Linked DNA regions of Rattus norvegicus: region 2 is linked to region 1. The links are chromatin contacts, called in public Hi-C maps. All regions are on one chromosome and are shown on one strand. Each heading gives the region's core, a stretch centred on a gene start, on an enhancer-like site or on the middle of the called end of the contact. The rest is flanking DNA. Distances are from core to core; before and after follow the strand shown. Region 1 overlaps Phc2 (polyhomeotic homolog 2). Region 2 has its middle 34 kb from the start of Azin2.

Region 1 (3,330 bases), core at 115-2,614:
TCAGCACATGTGGCTCCCCCTAAGTCTGGCCCTTCAGTCTCAGTCTCCTTTTCCACCAAAGATCGAGGCTGGAGCATTCTCTGGAAATGCGACGCCAGGCGGGTGGGAGACTGGGAACCTCTGGCCTCTGCAGGGGGTGGGGGGCTCTCCTCACCTCAGGCAGGACCTATGCCAGGCAGTTAACCTGTCCTTTGTCCTGGGTGATTTCTGTGGTCTCCAAAAGGTGAAGGAATGACTTGTACCCCGTGCTTGACCTGTGCTCGCTTCTGCCTGTCTGGGACGCCTGACTTCCCTCCTTGGTGTGCTGGGCTCCTGCCGCTCCTGCCTCAGGACTTGGTTGCCAGCTGGGTGTGTTGGCACATACCCGTACCCCAGTATTCCCGAGGCTGAGACAGGAAGACGGGGAGTTCTAGGCTGGCCTGGGCTATATAAAAAAGACTCAGGTGCTGCGTCCTCTGGGTTGGCCATCTGTGCCTGCCACACCGACAGGATTAAAAAACCTGAGTGGATTTGCTTTTAACTGTATACTCTCTTAGGTAAGGAATCATACTTGAACTTTAAAAATAAAAAAACAAAAACTCTTTTTGGTGACAGTGGGCATCAAAGCCAGGGCTTGACATATTCTAGGTAAGTATTGTACCACTATGTTACTCCCCAGCCCAACCAACCTAGTGAGAGTTCTCCAGCAAACTTCAAAGAGCATGCGGACCCTATTGGAATCTAAGCGGTGTGGGTGAGCATGAGGGTCAGTGGCTTGCCCAAGGGGTTGGAGACAGGGACTGTCTTTAATCCACGCAGTATGTTCCCCGCTATATTTATTTCTGTTGTTGAATTGCTCGTACCTGTTCCTTTGATTAGAAAGTCTGCTTCCAGAATCCTTGGCAGATGTTCTTATTGACCTGTGCTGGGAGGCTCAGTGGGCAGAGCTGGGGGCTACTCTCAGACCACACTCATCCCTGTTTGCAGAATATGCCTTGGGAATAATCAGCTACTTTTTCAACCTTTTAGATTTACTCTCAAGTGTGGCGATCGCCGGTAAGCCTTTCCCGGCTCCTGTCTCCCAGGTAAGGTGGGCCTTCCACTCTCCTGTGGGCCTCAGAGCTTGGACACAGAACAGGCCACAGTGCCACCCTCCTTGAGTTCTCTGGCCTCTGCATACTCAGGGCAACAGAAAGCCTTGCCCACGTTAGTTAGCTGAGGGCTGTTAATGGATGAGAGTCGGCTTCCTGCCTCTCCTCTGCCTCTGGCTCTCACAGGCTCTGGCTGGCCACATCCTTTTCAGTAACTTTGGGAATCCCAAAATAGTCCAACTACCAGTCTCCACCCATGCAGGGCCAAGGCTGTGACCAGCTCCCCTGAGTCAGGGCCATGTTAGTGAAAAAGCTTATCAAGAATGTGGGTTCCTTCCTTAAAGTCAGACTAAGCATGAACTGGAGCCTGGAGCTGGCAAACACCCCAGGATCGGGAGAGGTCAGGGAGAGGCTGGCGTCCTGATGCACACACGGGAAGGAAGGAAGGTTTGGAAGGTTCTTCATCCACAACCCAGAAGTCATTGTGTTGGGACCTTACCTGGTGCAGTGAGCTGGTGAGTAGCCACAGTAGGAACGGTGGCGCGGTCAGGCCCAGGCCGGGCCTCCATGTTGCTGTTGCCATCTGTCTTGAGTGGCTCCGTCACATTGTCAGTCACACTAGGCTTGGCACCCACAGGGGAACCCTGAACCACGGTCCTGCCCTGTGGTGTGGGAGGCAGAGGCTGGCTACTGCTGGGTGTGGGTTTCAGGGCCAAGCTGGGCAGGACGGGCTGGGTAGGGGCAGGGCCCGAGGCTGCTGCTGCTGCTGCTGCTGCTGGTGTCTGCTGTGTTCGAAGCGTCAGGTTCTGTACCTGAAAAGAAGGGAACCTGTGAGAGTCCAGAGAATGCGGGCTGGGGCAACAGCAACACACGCCCGAGAGGAAGTCAGGGCAGATCCAGCACTACAGACTCAAAAGTGGGCTCTAAATGGAGAGAGCGAGAGGAAGAGACAGAGATAGAAAAGACAAAGCAGAAAGAGAGACACACGGGGTGGTGGGCAGTTAGGGGCTGAAAGAGAAGCCAGGAGTGGGTGGAGTTTGTAAAGAACACAGGAAGTATGGTTAGTGACCAGTGATCAGAACTGAATTCTGGGGCTCCCCAGCTGGGATGGCCAGGGGCAGGGAAACAGCGCCTATCTTTCCTTACTCTCCCACCCCTCTGACACTATCGGGATTCGCTGCATGCCACTAAGGCAAGGCACGGTATGGAAAAACCCAGGACAAGAATGATCAGCTTGTCCTCACAATCAGGTCAATGCCAGGCAGTTCCAAGGCAGCTGCATGTTTATTTAGTCTAGTCCCTGCTGCCCTCTGCTGGACAAAGGGAGGCAGTGCCAGACTCTTAACCTAGCTTCTCCATCCTTGAGTGTGGGTCCCCCTTCTGGACATGGGGTGGGAAGACAGAGTAAAGAGGTCGGTTCTCAGGTTCCCCAGACTTCTCACACAGAACATCACCTACGTGCTGTAGCAGAAGGCAGGAGGCCAGGACCCATCCTGTTCCTTCTCTCAGAATTCCCCTGCCTCCAAACCCCACCCCTGAGTGCTGGCTCACGGTGCCCTCTGCTACGTACCTATATTCAGAGGGGACAAAACAGCCAAGGGGTGCTGAGGCCAGCCGGATGGAAATTAATGAGCGAGTCCATTTTCCTTTTGCTTCACAGACAAGTCCTACCACTGCCAGCACCCCTGTCCCTCTAAGAGCTGCCCACCCCCCGCCCACCCACAAGCCCGGGATCCTCACCTGGGCAGGGGTAGGGGGCCGAGCGGGGGAGCCAGTGCCGAGCTCAGGCTGTACAGTAGCGACGGTGGCCGTGGGCGTGAAGATGAGCTGAGGGGACAAAGGAACAGTGCGGCCTAGGCTCCTAGCTACCTGCACCGAGCTACCAAGGAACAGTGCGGCCTGGGCTCCTAGCTACCTGCACCAAGCCACCTGGCTGGGCCTGGAATCACAGGAAACGAGGTGCCTTTACCTGCCCGGTGTGGGCTCAGCCACAGGGTAGAGCGCTCTAGCCAGGGAATAGATGGGTAGGCAAGCACCGCACAAGCCAAGATGCAGGAAGCCCAGGGACACTGAACAGACATCTTAAAAGGCTTGGGGTGTGATGAACCAAGCCAGACAGTTAGGGGATAGCCCTCTGTGAGGAGCTCGTTCTGAGAGACTGTCTCCTCAGAATCAGCCATTGTCTCCTCAACCCTGGTGAGGAGGAACCTTGGGCAGCTGTCACGGGCCCATCTTCCAGGTCTAAGACAGCTCTGTCTCT
Region 2 (3,372 bases), core at 67-2,566, 220 kb before region 1:
TTCTGCTGAAAATCCTTTAGTTGATTCCCACTGAGATGCCAATAAACGGTAGAGTACGCTTTCTCTGTCCAGCCTCCTCTCAGCCTTCCGTTTATATTTCAGTTCCTTTTTCTTAAAAAAATTTTTTTATTTATATGAGTACACCGTATCTGTCTTCAGACATGCCAGAAGAGGGCATCAGATCCCATTACAGACGTTTGTCAGCCACCATGTGGTTGCTGGGATTTGAACTCAGGACCTCTGGAAGAGCGGTCAGTGCTCTTAACCGCTGAGCCGTCTCTCCTGCCCCATATTTCAGTTCTTAGTGTCATTGGAATACACTCATCTTAAAAGAGAGGACCTTTGGGCTGGGGATTTAGCTCAGTGGTAGAGCGCTTACCTAGGAAGCGCAAGGCCCTGGGTTCGGTCCCCAGCTCCGGGGGGAAAAAAAAAAAAAAAAAAAAAGAGAGAGAGAGGACCTTTGATCTCTTAGCTTCCAAGTAGCCTTAGATTGTGCAATCGCCATTTCGATGAGCTAGAAGCCATCCAGATAAACTCAGGGTTACAGCTGGTCACAACAGAGCTCTGAAACTTCTAGTTACTATGAGAGAGACATGCGGGCCTATATAGAAGGCCTGAGTCTGGCTTCCTAGGTAGCGTTAGAGGTAGGATTGCCAGGTAAAATACAGAACACCCAGTTAAATTTGAACGTGTGTGTGTGTGTGTGTGTGTGTGTGTGTGTGTGTGTGTGTGTGTATGCGCGCGCGCGCAATGTCTGGCATATTTCTAAGCAAAGACATTACTTCTTTATCTGCAATTCAAGTTTAACAGGGTGTCCTGCATTTTATTTGGTAACTCCGGCAACCCTACCCTAGCAAACCATTCCTTGGACTTGGGAAGTCCCTCCCTCCCTGAATGGGAACAGTGCTGAGACACTTGGCCTGGACGTCCTTAGGCCCTGCACCGCCTGCTTCTCGGGGTTCTCTTTCCACTCGGAGAAGCAGTGAGTGACTAGAGAGGTCCTTTTGTCCAGGACACTGATTTAACATTTAAAAACATAAATGAGAGTGTCAGAGCTGAAAAGCACATTTAAACTCCACTTTGTGGAATCAGAAGTGGGAGGCAGCGAATTCGGCTTCAGGGAACCGCTCAACACTGCACCCAAACCCCGCAGAGTTCCGTTTTCTTGACGTCACTTCCGTTCCCAAGAAACGTCGAGCCATGTGCTCTTGCGCCCTCTGCCGGTCGGGAGGAGGAATCGACTTTACCGACTTGACTGCGAACTGCTAACCCATAGGTGGAAAGCCAGAAATGTGCTCGGCAGCCTCTAGGCCACTAAAGGAAACTCGATCCTTCGCCGAGGGCCGGGCTTCCACGGACAACCTGGTACAGCAGCGACATGGGGCGGGGTCGACCTGGTGTCGGCCGACTCAGAAATGCCTGGGACCCAGGCCCCTCAGCAAGTGGCCCTCTGGTCCATCAGCTACCCTTGCCTTCCAGAGCCTTCCAGAGTCGAGAACCGCAAAGCAGTGTGGATGTTCTCTGCTAAGTTCCTGCAGAAAACTGGAGGTTTTGAATGAATTCTCCATTTCCAAGCGATGATACTGGGCATTTAAAAAAGAAGAATGCCGGGGCTGGGGATTTAGCTCAGTGGTAGAGCGCTTACCTAGGAAGCGCAAGGCCCTGGGTTCGGTCCCCAGCTCCGAAAAAAAGAACCAAAAAAAAAAAAAAAAAAAAAAAGAATGCCTACTGTCAGGCCTGCCTTGGCCTGCCTTTGCCCTTAATTTGCATTATTTCGTTTTACCCATGCAACCCCGTGGAGTGAATTTTATGACAAAGATTCGCACCCTCACTGCCTGTGTCGTAATCTTAATTTTACCATTTATCAGCAGCGTCTCGCAGTGTAAATTACTCTATGCCACCATTACTGTATCTGTAAAAAGGATATATAGTACCTGCTTTATATGTTGGTAAATTAACATATTTAAAACGTATGGAACGGTCCCTGGTGTGTGCTAACCATCAGTGACTACTTGAATCATTTACACTTACAAATGAGGCAACAGAATCGTAAATATGAAGTAACATGTCTAAGAACAGACAGTAACTAGAGGAACAGGTTAGGAAGCCTCTTTCTTCTGTTTCTTCCTGCATGTGCAGGCAGATGGTGATGGGCATAAGTGCTTTTATTTATTTTATTTTTTGTGTGTATTGACTTAGTATCACCCTATCACAAAAGGCTGTTCTCTAGACATTTTAATAACACTATTGGAGATGGCGAGGGTCTTGTATACACCAGACCAGGGGCGCCAGGTTTCTGTAGGAAATGGGAACAGGTGGCTCCAAAATGTACCTCTGGCTAAATCCCTGAACATTTTTTTTCCTCCATCTTTATTAACTTGAGTATTTCTTATTTACATTTCAATTGTTATTCCCTTTCCCGGTTTCCAGGCCAACATCCTCTAACCCCTCCCCCTCCCCTCTATATGGGTGTTCCCCTCCCCATCCTACCCCCCATTACCGCCCTCCCCACAACAATCCCGTTCACTGGGGGTTCAGTCTTGGCAGGAACAAGGGCTTCCCCTTCCACTGGTGCTCTTACTAGGCTATTCATTGCTACCTATGAGGTTGGAGCCCAGGGTTAGCCAGAACATGTTAAATGTTCAATCCCATGACATATTCAAGTGGAGAGAGTTTTAATTTGGTTTGCTCAGGTTTGTTTTAGAGAAAAGCAAGATCTCCAAAGGATGCCTAACTAAAAAAAAAACACAATGGCCTGTGCAGTCCAGAACAAACTTGCTAAGAGGCAGTGGCATTTCATGGGAATGGCGTGTGACAGGAATAGTGGCATGATAGTTCCAAGTCCTTGGGAGCTTGGGGGTGGAACGGAAGGCGAGACTGGGCTGGAGGGTGGGGGCTTATTAGGAAAGAGTGTGTTCTGGCTGTACAAGTGAGTCATCAGAGTTTCTCAAGAGGGGAGAGAAGATGTCATCTGTACACTTTAGGAGGCCTGAAGAGGAGGTGTCAGGCCGTCGCTAAGATTGTTCTCAATGATCCTGCATTCCTGAATGCACATCCTGGTCCAATCCTCTCTCCTAGAGTAGGGCTTAGTGATCCCATCTCTATGACCAGAGTATGTTAGAAGCGATGGCATCAAGACTGATATTAGGTTTCATCTTGGGTACCTACGCTTGCTCGGGGGACGACACCAGCCATGTCCTGAGCTGTGTTGTGGTCAGGTCTGTATGCACAGGAACCGATGACTGACCAATGGCCAGATATGAAGTCTTGTGAGAGTCATCTGAGTGAACCGTGGTGGATCTGTCGCCAGGCTGGGCTTGGGACCATGGCAAATTAGTCTAACAGCTGACTGCAGCCATGTAAGAGGCCGAT

The links. A called contact is a pair of places that touch in the nucleus more often than the background predicts.
Region 2: a Hi-C map of Schwann cells shows a contact between it and region 1, with 4 times the contacts expected there. The contact joins two enhancer-like sites. A contact is called at or near these places in 1 of 12 Hi-C or Micro-C datasets (Schwann cells) and 1 of 1 datasets of contacts at active chromatin or transcription factors (oligodendrocytes).

Annotation. Positions count from the first base shown.
Region 1 is chr5:146,341,960-146,345,289 of GRCr8, reverse strand. It overlaps Phc2 (polyhomeotic homolog 2), which reads right to left. Exons shown (of 14, transcript NM_001013169.2): 5 at 2,811-2,897; 6 at 1,570-1,882. Among named protein-coding and RNA genes, the nearest start is that of Phc2, 8.4 kb to the right of the region's middle. Within about 2 kb of position 1,364, at least 21 of the 93 cell types and tissues checked have an H3K27ac peak or open chromatin away from gene starts, as enhancers often do. A contact at or near this core is called in Schwann cells, where this site is marked.
Region 2 is chr5:146,558,900-146,562,271 of GRCr8, reverse strand. No RefSeq gene overlaps it. Among named protein-coding and RNA genes, the nearest start is that of Azin2, 34 kb to the left of the region's middle. Within about 2 kb of position 1,316, at least 32 of the 93 cell types and tissues checked have an H3K27ac peak or open chromatin away from gene starts, as enhancers often do. A contact at or near this core is called in Schwann cells, where this site is marked.